Regions from separate parts of the Oryctolagus cuniculus genome. Here region 1 is linked to region 2. A link is a contact called in public Micro-C data. All regions are on one chromosome and are shown on one strand. The core of a region is the stretch at or near the end of the contact, and the rest is flanking DNA. Distances in the headings are between cores, read along the strand shown.

Region 1 (2,779 bases), core at 97-2,596, 100 kb after region 2:
CCCTGCTAATGCAACTGGGAAAGCAGCAAAAGATGGCGCAAGTCCTCGGGCCCCTGCACTCAAGCGGGAGACCCAGAGGAAGCTCCTGGCTCCTGGCTTCGGCCTGGCCATGTGGCCATTTGGGAGGATGGAAGACTTCTCTCTTTCTCTGCCTCTGCCCCCCTCTCTCTGTATTTCTGCCTCTCAGATAAATAAATCTTTTTTTAAAAAGAGATGACTACATCCATTCTCCCTATTGCCAGATTTTGGGTGATTTTTCTTTAAAACAGTATCAACCCCACAGTTTTAAACGGGGCTTTGATGGGTTGCTTCCACATGGCCCCGGCCCCAGGGCTCTTTAAGCCAACATCAGTTCTAGGAAAGTATCGTCCTCTCGTCAACAGTGTTGTTAACCCTCAAGTGTGCAGGCTGAAGGGCAGCTTCACCAAGTTAGGGCTCGGGGCAGTAGGGAATGAAGGCTGAGGACAGCACACAGCCAAGGGGGCCTGGCGGCGCCGGCCAGGGAGGACCAGGCTGTGCTCCCTGGGGCCTTGCAGGGGAAAGATGAAGCTCATCTCTGTCGCAGGCGCCTTCCCTGGAGGCATCGGCCAGACTTCGCTGGTCAGGGGCCAGTGTTTGTCACCCAGTCTCCTTAAGGTTGCCCACCCGGGGGGTGGGGGGCGGGCAGCACCAGAGGTAAAGGGAAGTAGAGGTAAACCAGATGGCCACTGCGGAGGACACCTGTGGATCGGGGGCGCCGCCGGGCCGCCGGGCCACACCCCGGGTCTGCGCGGGGGCCTGCTCGGAGCTCCGCGGGGGGCTGCAGCCTCGCTCTCCGCTCTCTCCGCTGCCCGCGGCGCGGTGCCGACCCTCCGGCTGCCGCTGGTGCGACCCCGCGTCCTAGGCTTCGGCTGTAGCCGGACAGCATCTCCCAGCCGGGCCCGGCCCGGCCACCGGCGGCTCCAGCGCGACCCCAAAGCGCCACGGGCTCCGCCGAGGACACCCCCCTTTCTCCTCGCCGTCCCGGGGCCCCCTCCGCCGGGCGGGCGGGCGGACTGTGCGGCCGGGGGCGCCCTCCCCGTCCCGCCAGGCTCCACGGGTCCCGCGGCTTCTCGGGCCTCGGCCTGCGGGAGGCACGTCCGGAATGCGCGGGAGGGCGCGGGGCCAGGAGGCCTGGTGCATCGCGGGGGACACCGCGGGACCCCCGGCCACAGCCAGCGACCCGCAGCTCGCAGCACCGCCGCTAGCGGGCCGGGCCGCGGCGCGCAGCTCCCAGACGCCTGCGGTCCGGCGGGACGAGAAACGGAAAGAGAAAAAAAAAGTCTCCCCCGAGCGCCCCCGTGCGCGCTGGGCCCGCCCCGCCCCGCGGCGCGTCCAGTCCCCTCCGGCGGCGGCGGCGGGGGCGCGCTCGGGTGTCGGAGGCTCGCCCGGCGCCGGGGTCGCTGCGGCCGCTGCAGCGCGGGCTCCGGGGCGCGGCCGGTCCCGGGAGGCGGGCGGGAGGCGGACGCGGCCCGGCCTCGACGTCGGCCACCGCGCCGCCGGCGATGGGAAGTGCCTTATAAAGCGGCCTCCCGGCCGGGCCGACGCACTCGTCTCCGCGCGCCGCCGGCTTTGCGCGCAGGCCGGGACGGACCGCAGCGCGATCCCGGCCCCGCACGGACCGCAGCCCGGGCGGGCGTCGGGGGGCATGCGCGGCCCGCGGCATGGCCTCGGCGGTGTTTGAGGGCACGTCTCTCGTGAACATGTTCGTGCGCGGCTGCTGGGTGAACGGCATCCGCAGGCTCATCGTCAGCCGGCGCGGCGACGAGGAGGAGTTCTTCGAGATCCGCACCGAGTGGTCGGACCGCAGCGTGCTCTACCTGAACCGCAGCCTCGCCGACCTGGGCCGCCTGTGGCAGCGACTCCGCGACGCCTTCCCGGAGGACCGGCCGGAGCTGGCGCGCGCGCCGCTGCGCCAAGGTGCGGGATCCGGGGGGCACGCCCGGGGGAGCTGCGCTCCGGGGACGGGCACGGGGGCGGGAAAGGGGCCATCGCCGACCGGACGCGCGCCCTGCCGCTGCCCCAGGCTCAAATCTGCGAGGCCGGCTCGCGCGCGCCCCCGGGGCTGTCCAGGGTCCGCGGGACCCCGGGACGGCGGCAGGAAGGTGCTGGGGGGCAGCGTTCGGGACCCGCGACCACAGCGTCCGAGTTGGGGGTCGCGTCGGGCCTGGCAGCCTCCTACCCCCCCACCCCCCGCCCTTGAGAGTCCTGGCTGGGAGGGGCGGCTGAGTGCGAGGTGCCACGCGGCCTGTCCCGGCGGGGGCCGCCCCGCCCGCGGCCGCGCCGCCCAGCCCAGCGCCTCCGCCCAGGGCCCCAGCCGCATTCGGGTTGGATTAGTGACGGCCGCCGCCCGCCTTGGCCTTGGGACTCCTGTTTTTTAAAACTGCGGTGGTTTCCCTTCTGGTCCTGGCCGCCGCTGTGCGCGCTTCGAGGCCAGGCCGGGAGAAGGCAGGGAGTGGGAGGGGAGGAAGTGGGGGCGGGAAGAGGGCCGCGGGGAAGCCCCCCTCGTCCCCGCCCCGGGTGGCCACCTGCCCCTTGTGGGCTTTCCTCGGGCAGCGCTCCTAGGAGCAGAGAACACAGCTTGGAGACTTGGGGCGCAGTGACCCAAGCCGAGGGTGGCCGGCGCACAACCCCGTGCAGCCCCTGGCTGGGGCCTTGGGAGAAGCGCTGTGTTCCCCCTGGCGTTGGTCCCCACCCCTGTGTGTGGCGTGTGGGTGATTAGCTGGGTTCTCATGACACATCCTCCCGCAGCCAGCCGCGG
Region 2 (2,700 bases), core at 139-2,638:
TCTCTCTCTCTCTCTCTCTCTCTCTCTGTCTCTCTCTCTCTCTCTTCCTTCATTTGAGAGCCACTTTGAAAACACACACCCTCGGGTCTGAAGCCCAACACTCTACCTCTATGAAACGTGCCCCTCCCAGAGGAGCTTGGTTTGCCACCCCCCCCCATGTCTTTAAAGGTAAAAGACAGAGTGTGTCTCAGGGGGTGGCTGTGAGATGCGGGCGAGAACCTGACACGGGCGTGGGAGGTCGAGGGTGCCGGGAGAGGATTTGTTGCTAATGACTGGGAACCTGTTCTACGCCAGGTGCTGAGATTTGCACGTCCATCTCATCCCGCGGGGTGTGTGCCAGGTCACAGCGGAGGGGGCAGGGGGCAGGGTGCAGGACCTCAATGCTGTGGTCTGAACTTTGTTCATTTCCTTGCAAATTTCCTAACTTGAAATCCTCACTGCCTGAGGCCATGGTCTTAGGAGGTGGGGTTTGGGGGCGTGAGGAGGTCTTGAGGCTGGAGCCCGCACAGGATTCATGCCCTGATGAAAGGGACCCCAGAGGGGCTTTCGCCCCCTTCCCACCTCATTGAAGGGCAGTGAGACGCTGGCGGTCTGCCACCTGGAAGAGGGCCTCCCACTGGCTCCTCCCCTCTGCTGCCAGGGCCCGTGCTCTACTTCTGCCAAGTTCATGCAGTCTGGAGTTGTAGAACTCAGCATCAATTCACTGTGTTTCTATTCATCCCAGGCTACACATGTGGGTCCCAGCGAACCCCATAGAAAGGGGAGGTGTTTTCACTTTTTCTCCCTTGGGGGATGAGACTGAGAACTGCAGTAAACTAGAAGGCAGAGTCTATCCTGGCAGAACCGGAGTTCACCTTTGCCACACTCACACACAATCCAAGCATCCGCTGATCTTAGGAACAGCAACAAAAGCCAACCGCAGGCGTAAGATCTTCCAGCCCCAGGGCCAGGCTGGCAGGGACAGCGGCAGAGACCGGGGCGTGGATATCCTGAGCCCGCCCCGCAGCAGAACGCAGGAAGCGGCTTCTGGAATGTGCCGCAGGCCCAGGAGCCATGCGAGGCCTGCCGTGCTTCACTGGGCTCCTCTGCAGCTTGGCCTGGGGCCCCCGGGTGTGCCTGGAGGTAGAGGAGGCAGGGGCCGGCATCCCCAGAGGTCCTCGGCCAGGGTGCTCTGTGCTGGCATCGAGGTGTGGCCCGTCTGACGGGACATCTCTGGTCAGCACGCCGGTTCTTCTCAACCTCCTTCTGCTTCGGTTTAGCACTTCAGTTGCCTGGCAAACATTTCTACTGGAAAATTCCAAGCTTGACTCAGATGAGCGAAGAGGAAATGCAGCGAGTCGACGCCCAGGCCGGCCCAGCCAAGGAGGGCAGAGGGCCCCTCGAGGCCGGGCTCTGTCAGCGTGGCCACGCTGCCGTTCCAGCCGGAAATCGGAGGGCAGGGAGGGAGGCGGTCGCTGGGCATCCGGGCACCCGGGCTCGCAGGTGCACGGCAGCCGCGGCTGTTCTCTAGAGCCCGGCGTCTCCTCCTCCTCCTCCTCCTGCCTTCCTGCGGGTTGCTCTTCGAGCCGTCACAGCAGTCCTCACTGTAGGATCCCTGACACCTGCGTGGACGGGGACTCCCTGCCGGAGGCTGTCCTCGTGTGCATCTCTGTTGCTACAAGAATACTTAGAGAACTCCAGCCTCCTGCACGGAGCCCAGTGTGCGAAGCTGAATGGGGGGGGGGCTGCCCCAGTCCATGCACGCTCCCTGAGGGGGGGCTGCCTGAGCCCATGCACTGTCCCTGAGGGGGGGCTGCCCGAGCCCATGCACTGTCCCTGTGTGTGTGGGGGGGGGGGCTGCCTGAGCCCATGACTGTCCCTGTGTGTGTGTGTGTGGGGGCTGCCTGAGCCCATGCACTGTCCCTGTGTGTGTGTGTGGGGGGCTGTCTGAGTCCATGCACTGTCCCTGTGGGGGGGGGCTGCCTGAGCCCATGACTGTCCCTGTGTGTGTGTGGGGGGGCTGCCTGAGCCCATGCACTGTCCCTGTGTGTGTGTGGGGGGGCTGCCTGAGCCCATGCACTGTCCCTGTGTGTGTGGGGGGGCTGCCTGAGCCCATGACTGTCCCTGTGTGTGTGTGGGGGGGGGCTGTCTGAGCCCATGACTGTCCCTGTGTGGGGGGGGGGGCTGCCTGAGTCCATGCACTGTCCCTGTGTGTGTGTGTGGGGGGGGGCTGCCTGAGCCCATGACTGTCCCTGTGTGTGTGGGGGGGGGCTGTCTGAGCCCATGACTGTCCCTGTGTGTGTGGGGGGGCTGCCTGAGCCCATGCACTGTCCCTGTGTGGGGGGGGGGGCTGCCTGAGCCCATGCACTGTCCCTGTGTGTGTGGGGGGGGGCTGCCTGAGCCCATACACTGTCCCTGTGTGTGTGTGGGGGGCTGCCTGAGCCCATGCACTGTCCCTGTGTGTGTGTGGGGGGGCTGCCTGAGCCCATGACTGTCCCTGTGTGTGTGGGGGGGCTGCCTGAGCCCATGCACTGTCCCTGTGTGTGTGTGTGGGGGGGGCTGCCTGAGCCCATGCACGCTCCCTGTGTGTGGGGGGGGCTGCCTGAGTCCATGCACGCTCCCTGTGTGTGTGTGGGGGGGGGCTGCCTGAGTCCATGCACTGTCCCTGTGTGTGTGGGGGGCTGCCTGAGCCCATGCACTGTCCCTGTGTGTGGGGGGGCT

The links. Hi-C and Micro-C count contacts between places; a contact is called where the count stands out from the background.
Region 1: a contact with region 2 is called in a Micro-C map of ear pinna, with 3 times the contacts expected there. The contact joins the promoter of PXDC1 here to the enhancer-like site in region 2. A contact is called at or near these places in 2 of 6 Hi-C or Micro-C datasets (ear pinna and an unstated tissue).

The regions. Positions count from the first base shown.
Region 1 is chr5:166,463,144-166,465,922 of mOryCun1.1, forward strand. PXDC1 (PX domain containing 1) reads left to right here and starts at 1,347. Exons shown (of 5, transcript XM_051842071.2): 1 at 1,347-1,938. The coding sequence starts at 1,683.
Region 2 is chr5:166,363,238-166,365,937 of mOryCun1.1, forward strand. No RefSeq gene overlaps it. Among named protein-coding and RNA genes, the nearest start is that of FAM50B, 43 kb to the right of the region's middle. Within about 2 kb of position 1,389, at least 5 of the 8 cell types and tissues checked have an H3K27ac peak or open chromatin away from gene starts, as enhancers often do. A contact at or near this core is called in ear pinna, where this site is marked.